Regions from separate parts of the Sus scrofa genome. Here region 2 is linked to region 1. Evidence: chromatin contacts called from public HiChIP or PLAC-seq data. All regions are on one chromosome and are shown on one strand. Each heading gives the region's core, a stretch centred on a gene start, on an enhancer-like site or on the middle of the called end of the contact. The rest is flanking DNA. Distances are from core to core; before and after follow the strand shown.

Region 1 (5,293 bases), core at 2,753-5,252:
CAGAATCTTGCCTATTTTCCAGTATAGAATTTTTTTTTTTTTTTTGTCTTTTTGCCATTTCTTGGGCTGCTCCCTCGGCATATGGAGGTTCCTAGACTAGGGGTCTAATCGGAGCTGTAGCTGCCAGCCTACGCCAGAGCCACAGCAACGTGGGATCCGAGCCTCATCTGTGACCTACACCACAGCTCACGGCAATGCCGGGTCGTTAACCCACTGAGCAAGGGCAGGGATCGAACATGCAACCCCATGGTTCCTAGTTGGATTCGTTAACCACTGAGCCACGACAGGAACTCCCCCAGTATAGACTTTTTGCTTTGAATCCTTATCTTATTTTCAGCATCTCTCTCTGAACTGTGAGCTTTGGGAACCTCAGGAACCATATCTGTTTTGTTTGCTTCTGTATCACAGGACTGAATAAAGACTTGGCCCTTATTAGCCCCTAAAAATGAAGAAATAAATAGTGACCTTGAAGTTTTGGAATCCTAGGTTTCCTTGCTTACTGCTTAAGCCAAGGATCAGATTAAAAACTTTGACGCCTAAGCAATAGAAAGATTATGACGTCCCTCATAATTTCAGCCCTCAGTATATATCTCAAAAACAATATTAAGCATTCAATATAAGGAAATCTAGCAAAGTGTAAAAAAACCCAGCAAAATCCTGATTTTTACCATGGTGACTACTTGGATAAATATGAAATAAAACCTTTTTTTTCCTCCACACCCTGTGGCATGGTGAAGTTATTGGACCAGGGATCAAATCTGTACCACAGCATCGACAATGCCAGATCCTTAACCGCTAGGCCACCAGAGAACTCCAAAACATTTGTTGTTATTGTCTCTACTTTACCAGTCTCCCTGAGCGCATGCTTTTGGATAATCTGCCTAGATCAGCCCCTCCTTCACCTTGGATTTCACCTTCATTTCCTCCTAACTCCACCTGCTTAAGCTGCTAGCCAGCCCCTTTCACCCCCCCAGTGGTGTCCAGACCGTTCCTGAGAGCCCAGCCTGGGCTAGTGCCCCAGGCTCTCTGAGGGCTTGCTAGGAAAGCCAAGTAGAGCATGTATGCTGCTGAAGAGTTCTTCACAGTGAGAACTTCCATGCTGAATTGTGGTTGATAGTCAGCATAGCATGTTGTGCAAGTGATTACATTTAGGCTATTTTTAGTCACTGTAGTCTGCTTCCATGATCCTGGATAGGGCTTCACCTGCCACATATGGAGCCTCCCAGGCTAGGGGTTGAATTGGAACTGTAGCTGCCAGCTTACACCATAGACACAGCAATGCCAGATCTGAGCTGCATCGGTGACCTATACCACAGCTCACGGCAATGCCAGATCCTTAACCAACTGAGCAAGGCCAGGGTCGAACCCAAAACCTCATGATTACAAGTCGGATTCATTTCCTCTGGGCCACAACAGAAACTCCTAGGTGGGCCTTATTGAAACCATTCAGAGAAGGAAGGTGTGATTCTGGAAGCAGAGCCCAGACCTCCAATAGGCTATTCCAAGGCTATGACTATAATCAAATCCTGTTGTTGCTCCATTCCAAAGAGTTTAAAATAGTGTTGGAAACCTGTAAGGAAAAAAAGCACCACCATAACTTCTTGGCTTAGGAAGTGATGTGTGCTGGCCAGAGCAGAAGGGGTAGCCCAAGGCTCCCAAGTTCTATTCTGGACTTGCTGATCTGAGGTGTGATAGTCAGCAATCTGAGATGATATCCTGTAGCTCTGATGGTGTCTCCTCTTCAGCGCAGAGTCTGTGCTTGTAGGAAAAGAGGCCAACCTACTGGTCCCCTCTGCTCTTGGAGTATCTTATCATTAGAGGTCCTTTCTTTCTTTTCTTTCTTTCTTTTTTTTTGTGTTTTGTCTTTCTAGGGCTGCACCCGCGGCATATGGAGGTTCCCAGGCTAGGGGTCAAATCAGAGCTGTAGCCTCAGGCCTATGCCACAGCCACAGCCACAGCAACGTGGGATCCGAGCCACATCTGTGACCTACACCACAGCTCATGGCAATGCCGGATCCTTAACCCACTGAGTGAGGCCAGGATCGAACCCACCACCTCATGGTTCCTAGTTGGATTTGTTAACCACTGAGCCACGATGGGAACTCCAGATGTCTTTCCTTTCATTTGAATTTTCATGCCTTTTTTTTTTTTTAAATAGAGAAACAGCTCCCACAGAGTTAATAACACGATCCCAGCAATATCATCCACTTTTTACTTGAGTTCATTTTATCAGAATTGCTTTCCTTTTATCAGTGTGATTATATCAGCTCTTCTAAAGGATGAGTACTTTGATAAGCTTAGGAAAAGGAAAGGATAGTTTGTGTGGGGCACACACCTTGGATAGCCAGAGAGTAACATAAGGGCACCAGGGACATGCTGAGCTAGATTGGGAAGAAAAAACTTACATCTCTGGAGAACCAGGCATATATACAGATATTTTTGTGTATTTTCTTATTTAATTATCATAATACAAATCAATAAAGTATCATCTCCATTTTTGTGCTGGGGCAAGCTGAAAGTCAAAGAAGCTATGTAACTTGTCCAAGGTCAGACAGCTAATAAAAGGCTGAGTTAGGATTTATTTCTCCTCAGGTCTGTCCAGTTCCACAATTCATGCTGTTTCCGTAGAGCTCTTCTGTCTCTGACAAGATTTTGGAAAGGAGGGTCAGGAAAGAAGAAAAAATGGGGAACTGCCATCTTTCTCTACCTTACAGTTTTGTTTGTTGAGATGTGTTTAGCCACAGCATCCTTTTTGTAGAATTCTAGGTTTTATGTATAGAGACACTGCAACAACATATGTAGGGAAGATACCAGTTGACTATAGAGGAGGTTTAATAAAAGCCTTTGTTCTTTGCTTCTAGGTATTCATAGCAGTGTAACCCACAATGTGAGAACACCATTGGTAACTCTGATGTACTGTTTAAGATGCCTAATCCTATTATCCAAATAAAATCTGTTGATGTTCTCCAGGGGAGTAAGCTGTGATGGGGACAGAGGTAAGAGTGCAGTGTGGCCTTACTGCATGTACTGGGAGCTATTGGCACCTGTTATGTGACTGTTACAGTGAGTTATTACTGAGTAAACAAGAGGTATCTCTCTTTTGCCTTTCCATGGAAGACCAGATGGTGGTGTTGACCCATATCCAAGAGAGCCTGGCCTCTGGGCTGAGAGAGGAGACTGCTTAAGGATGTTAGGTGATGAAATAAGAAGAGACAGGCCTGGTCTATCAAGTGGTATAATTTCAGGGGGCACAAAGAATATGTCCTGCCCTCAAAGATTTGCATTAACCATTTGCTGTTGCTTGGAATTCCACAACTGAAAATTTTTTCCCTTGATTTAAGTCTTTTGAGACCCTATGAAAATTGAAGACTCCAGGAAAGAGTTTGATTGTGAAGCATTTTGCTCATGTGAGTAGAAGTATAAATGAATTTATGAGATTGATTTCTGAGAACTAGACTAAGGCAGGGACAGAGAGGAGAAAGCATTGTGCCTCTAGTCATAGGGATAGGAAGGAGACACCATTGAATTTGAGATAAAGGGCCTGAAAAGAAAAGTTGAGCCCCTAAAGAAACACTTTGTTTTCTTCACAGTTTTGCCTGAGGAAAGATAAGGAGCTGAGAGTGGTGGGGATGGAGGCTCTTGAACTCAAGAGAGGGTGCTGAGGAGTTCCCATTGTGGTATAGTAGAACGAATTCAACTAGGAACCATGAAATTGTGGGTTCGATCCCTGGCCTCACTCAGTGGGTTAAGGATCCGGTGTTGCCGTGAGCTTTGGTGTAGGTCACAGACGAGGCTCGGATCTGGTGTTGCTGTGGCTCTGGTGTAGGCCAGCAGCTGTAGCTCTGATTCAACTCCTAGTCTGGGAACCTCTATATGCCTTGGGTATGGCCCTAAAAATAGCAAAAAGGGGAGGGGACGCTGAGGAGAGAGATTTCCTACTAGTGTGATGGATATGCAGTCATGGTGTTGTCTGGAGAATAGCTGACAGGCAGAATGTAATAAGGAGTGTAGGACCTTGGAGTGTGGTTTGCTGTGATATTCTCAGACAAGACCGTCACAGATCTTAGGAAGCAGGAGGCAGCTTCCCAGAAATGATGTAGAATAGTGGCGCAAAAAAGGCCACTGATGACAACATGGGCAGGGTACTTCCTCAGGGGCCACTGGTCATGGGCAACTTCTGGTCTTGATTTCCCAATGAGCTATGCTGAGGAGGGCTTTACCGGAAAGTAAAACCACGTCCAATGCAGTGACAAAGCCCTTGGGGTATCTATACAAAGGTGTAGTTCCCTCTTGTTCGCTAACTTTATGGAGCCACAATAACTAAGCCAGAGGTGCCAGCAGGCAGCTGGCCTGTGAGATCAGATCTGACCTGTGAGTCAGATCTTCAACTTTTTTGGATTGAGTTCATTCCTGGTTGACTGTTCATCTTTCATTTACCAGTGCCCTCAAACTGCTTTTGTGATCTGAATTCTCACATCTTTTCCTCCCCCAGGGAGTCTTTAATAGAGACAACTCAAATCTCAGTGCCTTTCCCAGCTCCTCAAAGTTGTGTTAATGGGTACCCATAACCCTTAGGCTTCACCTTCTGTTCTGTCCACATTTCTACCCTAAGTCCAAAGCATTTTCTTTTGGATCAGGCTTTTAGATTCATTCAGGCCTCTGATGTTCTTACTTATTCTAGCATATTTCCCTAGAGGATTACCTGAGCACTTGGTCTCCACCCTTCACCTTCAAAAGTTTGACAGAGTCTGGACCTCCTTCCTTACTGGAATCAGCACAGTTCTTTGGAGGTTTCTGTTTTTTTTTTGTTTTGTGACTGTACCCGCAGCATGTGAAAGTTCCAGAGCCAGGGATTGAACCTGTGTCATAGTGACTTAAGCCATAGTAGTGACAGTGCTGGAACTTTACCTCTTGAGTTACAAAGGAATTCTGGGAAATTTCTGGATGTACTGTACCCCCTCCTCTCTCCAGCTAAATCAGCCTCATACACAAAATGTAGTGATGTAGCTGGATCTGTTAATCACCAGGACTTTGGAGCCTGTGCCCCCGGGAGGGAGGGACTCCTCCTGGGCACCGCCCTGGGTAAAAACTCTGTCCATTAGTCTCTGCATCTCCTCCATCTCACCTTTATTTTGGCTTTTCCCTGAGGGGCTCAAGCTCTGTCCAATTGTCCTGTCTGAACCCCCTAACTCTGTACAGAACTATAACCCTGAGGTCAGCCCCTTATAAGGGGCTGTGACCTTTGCTTTCCGGCCCCTTTCAGGCCAGGTACCTTCTCCGATACTAGAGCCTT
Region 2 (4,801 bases), core at 1,713-4,212, 85 kb after region 1:
CTACTATGAACATAATAGTGCATGTTATCTTTCTGAATTCTAGTTTTCTCTAGATACAGGCCCAGGAGTGAGATTGCTGGATCATTTGGCAACTCTATTTTTAGTTTTTTGAGGAACCTCCATACTGTTTTGCATAGCGGCCACACCAATTTACATTCCCACCAACAGTGTAGGAGGGTTTTCCCCACACCCTTTCCAGCATTTGTTATTTGTAGAGTTCTTAATTATGTCTATTCTGACTGATGTGAGGTAGTACCTCATTCTAGTTTTTTGTTGTTGTTGTTGTCTTTTTAGGGCCATACCCATGGCATATGGAGGTTCCCAGATTAGGGGTCAAATCAGAGCTGTAGCTACCAGCCTACACCACAGCCACAGCAACAAGGGATCTGAACCATATCTGTGACCTACACCACAGCTCACAGCAACGCTGGATCCTTAACCCACTAAACGAGGCCAGGGATCAAACCCACATCCTCATGGATACTAGTCAGGTTCATTAACCACTGAACCATGATGGGAACTCCCAGCACTTCATTGTATTTTTGACTTGCATTTCTCTAATAATTAGCGATATTGAGCATTTGTGCCTATTGGCTATCTATATGTCTTCTTTGGAGAAATGTCTGTTTAGGTATTCTGCCCATTTTTAAATTAGATTTTTTTTTGTTATTGAGTTGTATGTGTTGTTTTATGTTTTGGAAACTAAGCTCTTTTCGGTCACATCATTTGCAAACATTTTCTTCCATTCTGCAGGTTGTCTTCTTGTTTTGTTTATGGTTTCTTTTGCTGTACAAAAGCTTGTAAGTTTGATTAGGTCCCATTTATTTATTTTGGCTTTTGTTTCTATTGCCTTGGGAACCTGATCTGAGGAAACATTGGTATTGATTTATGTCAGAGAATGTTTTGCCTATGTCCTCTTCTAGGAGTTTTATGATGTCTTGTCTTATATTTGTCTTTAAACCATTTTGAGTTTGTTTTTGTGTATGGTGTGAGGGTATGTTCTAATTTAATTGATTAATTGTAGCTGTCCAACTTTCCCAACACCACTTGCTGAAGACTGTCTTTTCTCCATTGTATATTCTTGCCTCCTTTGTTGAAGATTAATTGACGGTAGGTATTTGAGTTTATTTCACAGAGGGGATCTTTACGTTGAGTCTTCAAAGACAAATAGTTGTTTCCCAAGATGATGCAGGGTAGAGGGAGAAATGTGAAAAAAGGAAAGGGGATAAGCTGGGCTGGACCCAGATAACAGGGTGACTGAGGTCGGAGAGACAGACAGGCTAGGTGTGGAAGTCCTGTAAGACCTTTGAGGAACCTTCAAAGGCCAGGGATCACTGATGCTGAATTTCTTTGGTTCTAAGATGCGCTCAATTCAAAAGTGCATTATATATATAATATATTTTGGAGAAAAAATATATTTTTAATATATATCCTGGTGTATATATATATCCAAGGTATATCCTGATTTAAAAAGCAGTAAAATGTGTGTGTAGGTGGGGGGGCGGTGAGGGCGGCTGTGGGTCCTAAAGTAGAAAAAATACTTGACTTTATCTCATGTACCAACTCAGGTTCACACAGCTGCCTGGTGGGAAGTGCTGCAAAGGATTCTGGGATTGTATTCAGACACAGCCAGCAAGATGCCATGATTGATTAGTGATGTCTGCCCTGGGAGTAAATGTGGAAAATAACCACTTGCTTCCTCTGCTGCAAGCAGTCGGGGGCCTTTATCCTTCGGTAATGGGAAGGCAGGGAAGTGACGTGATGATATCTGCATTTGTAATGTGTCTGATCCTCTCCACAAACTGAGCTGTGTGAGATATATCATTAATTTTTTTTTTTTTCTAAGAGTGTTGCTGTTGTGTACTGCAGAAACAAATCCAACTTGATCCCTATCCTTACTCACTGGGTTAAGGATCCTGCATTGCTGTGAGTTGTGGTGTAGATTGCAGACACGGCTCGGATCCCATGTTGCTGTGGCTGTGGCATAGGCTGGGAACTGCAGCTCCGATTAGACCCCTAGCCTGGGAAATTCCATATGCTATGGGTGTGGCCCTGAAAAGACAAAAAAAAAAAAAAAATCTGAAAGAAAAGCTAATTATGTCTAATTAGTTAGGATCCCTTTAGGTCATATACTGCTATCTCTGCCATGCATGGCAGACAAGGAGCTGGGATCTTAGGTCCTGCCTTCCTAGGGCCACCAGGCAGCCCCTCCTTGTGATGTCTTGTCACTTCTTCAGAATGAGGCTGCTGAGTGGTGTGTGGGTATCTGTTCTCTCCAGAACTGACCACTGTCCATCTCCTGTCCAGCTGGTTCTGTCCTCATCTCTTGTCACCACAAGGCTACCTCACATCTCCTATCCAGGGCACTTGGACATATCTTCATCCATGGGTTTAAAAGATGGTGTAGGAAAGTATCTTCTGTCTTACAGGTAACACTGGCTCTTGGCCCAGCGGTGTAACAGAGCCCTAAAGCCCTGACTATTTGCCTGAGACAGAAGAATCAGGAGCAATGCACACATTTGTATTTTCCTGTCCCACAGCCTGTGGAGGGGGACAGGGAATAAGGCAACGTGGAAGGAGGTGGTCAGGTGGGATTCTGTGCTGCTCAGGTGCTGGCTGATGAGGCTAAGCAGTCTCAGTGGGCCAGGGGGCCACTTCCCAAGGTAACACAGAGGCGTTGGGGATGTCAGTTATAGGATGTGAAAGAAGGACAGCTCTAAGGCAGCACGTTTGGCAAAGCCTGAAGACATTTTTGGTTGTCACAACTTTGGGGGGGTGGGAGGATGCTAAAATGGCATTTGGTGGGTGGAGCCCAGGAATGCTGCTAAAGCATCTTCCAGGGCACAGGTTGCCCTCCTGCCCCCGCCCCTCCCAATACAGAATTCCCCAGCTCCAAGTGACAACAGTGCTGAGACTGAGAGACTGGATCTGAGATGACTCACAGGTGTTGTTGCCCTGCAGTGTAGGTTTCATCCCCATTTAACAGATGGGGAAGTTGGAATTGGGAAAGGTTAGTCTGCCCAGTGTTGTTCTAATGGTAAATGATTGAAGTTGGTGTTGAAGCCTGCCTGACTTTAGAATATTCAATTCAGTCCACTGAAGCAGTTTGGACACACAAAGATTTGGTAAAAAATGAATTTAGGTTGTTTGCATCTATTATAAATAGAGCAAGCCAACACAAAGTGGGTGAAAATGAATTTGAAAAGCTGAAATGTCCAACAAAGAGGTCTTCATTAACTAAACAGTGTGTAAGTTATTTGTAAAACCCATGAACACATTAACTGTGGTTGGAAACATTCATTGCTTGTATCACTTCTTGAAAAAAAGGTCACAGGGAGTTTCCATTGTGGTTCAGTGGCAACGAATCTGACTAGTATCCATGAGGACATGGGTTCGATCCTTGGCCTCTCTCAGAGGGTCGGGAATCCAGCATTTCTGTGAGTTGTGGAGTAGGTTGTAGATGTGACTCAGATGCCTGGTTGCTGTGGTATAGGCCGGCAGCTGTAGCTCTGATTTGACCCCTATCCTGGGAACTTCTATATGCCGCGGGTGCGGCCCTGAAAAAAATCACAAAAATCATCAAACAAGTAGAGGAGACATATTGGCTAAAAATAAACTAGGAGGACCCCATCCCCCCTAAAAAAATACTTACTAAAATTCTACAAGCTTTTCTGAATTTTGCTTATTATTGCTTGATGATTTTTACATTGTTTAAATTCCTTTTTGTTTTTTTTTTCCTTTCTTTTACAAAAGCAATACTGCTCATTATAAGGAAACCAGAAAATTAGGTCAGTCCAAAAATATGTAAAGAAATTTCATGAAGATCTGTGCACCCACTCTCCCTCCCTTGGTCAAACATGGCACATTTTTCCAGACCTTTCTCTATAGATATTCATATGGATGTATTTTCCTTCATTCTTTCTTTCTCTTTCTCTGATTCTCATTTTTCCTTTTTAGCAAAAATGGGATTATGCAGTACTTTCTGTTTTGTAAACTCCCATACTTTATTTAGCCAATTCCCTATTTTTGGACATTCAGCTTTTGTTTCCAACATTTTGCTGTTACAGACCTCACAATACAGCAATGAAAAGGACTGTACTGCATGTGACACATGCAAACCTCACGGCCATACTGTTGAGTGAAAGCAGCCAGACACAGACATGTACGGTGTGATTCCATTTATAAAACCTTCTAAAACCAACAGGCAAAACCAAACCACAGTGTGTGCAGATGTGTACTCAGGAGGCAAAATTATAAAGGCAAGAAAGGATGTGATTATGGCAGAAGCAGGGTTGCCCTGTCCCTTTAGGGTCATGAGGATTCTGTGTCAGGAAGGCCATTCAGGGCACCTGGGTGCTGCCAGTGTCCTAGTTCTTGACGGGGTGGTGTACATATGGGTGTTTATAATCACTAAGCAGCACAGCTATATGTTATGTACTTTTATTCATATGTGTGACATTTCATGCTGCGTTTTAAAAAGTGAACAGAATTAAAGTAGTTGGCTAAAATATGAACTAGAAATTTAAAGCAGAGATGAAACTATTCTGAAATGTAAGCAAAATACTTGAAAGGCACAAAAAGATACACTGAACTTCCATGCTATATCAAAATTCCAATTTTTGAAAAACAAGGTGAAATATATTTTTTTAGACCAAATTGTCCTTTGGGCTAAATTCTTTTCCTCCCAGTTTGTTCTCAACTGAATTGTTTTCTATCAAATTGCCTTTTTTGGTTTGTCTTTGCTTTTTTTCTTCTTCTTCTTTTTAGGGCTTTACCTGCAGCATATGGAGGTTCCCAGGCT

Evidence for each region. HiChIP or PLAC-seq counts read pairs in DNA pulled down with a chosen protein or histone mark.
Region 2: an H3K27ac HiChIP or PLAC-seq map of alveolar macrophages shows a contact between it and region 1. The contact joins two enhancer-like sites. A contact is called at or near these places in 2 of 47 Hi-C or Micro-C datasets (blood and embryonic fibroblasts) and 1 of 2 datasets of contacts at active chromatin or transcription factors (alveolar macrophages).

The regions. Positions count from the first base shown.
Region 1 is chr3:72,415,144-72,420,436 of Sscrofa11.1, forward strand. ASPRV1 (retroviral-like aspartic protease 1) reads left to right here. Exons shown (of 13, transcript XR_002342602.1): 7 at 2,862-2,996. Among named protein-coding and RNA genes, the nearest start is that of PCBP1, 37 kb to the left of the region's middle. Within about 2 kb of position 4,003, at least 3 of the 83 cell types and tissues checked have an H3K27ac peak or open chromatin away from gene starts, as enhancers often do. A contact at or near this core is called in alveolar macrophages, where this site is marked.
Region 2 is chr3:72,500,854-72,505,654 of Sscrofa11.1, forward strand. All of the region lies in intron 9 of ASPRV1 (retroviral-like aspartic protease 1), which reads left to right. Among named protein-coding and RNA genes, the nearest start is that of MXD1, 42 kb to the right of the region's middle. Within about 2 kb of position 2,963, at least 1 of the 83 cell types and tissues checked has an H3K27ac peak or open chromatin away from gene starts, as enhancers often do. A contact at or near this core is called in alveolar macrophages, where this site is marked.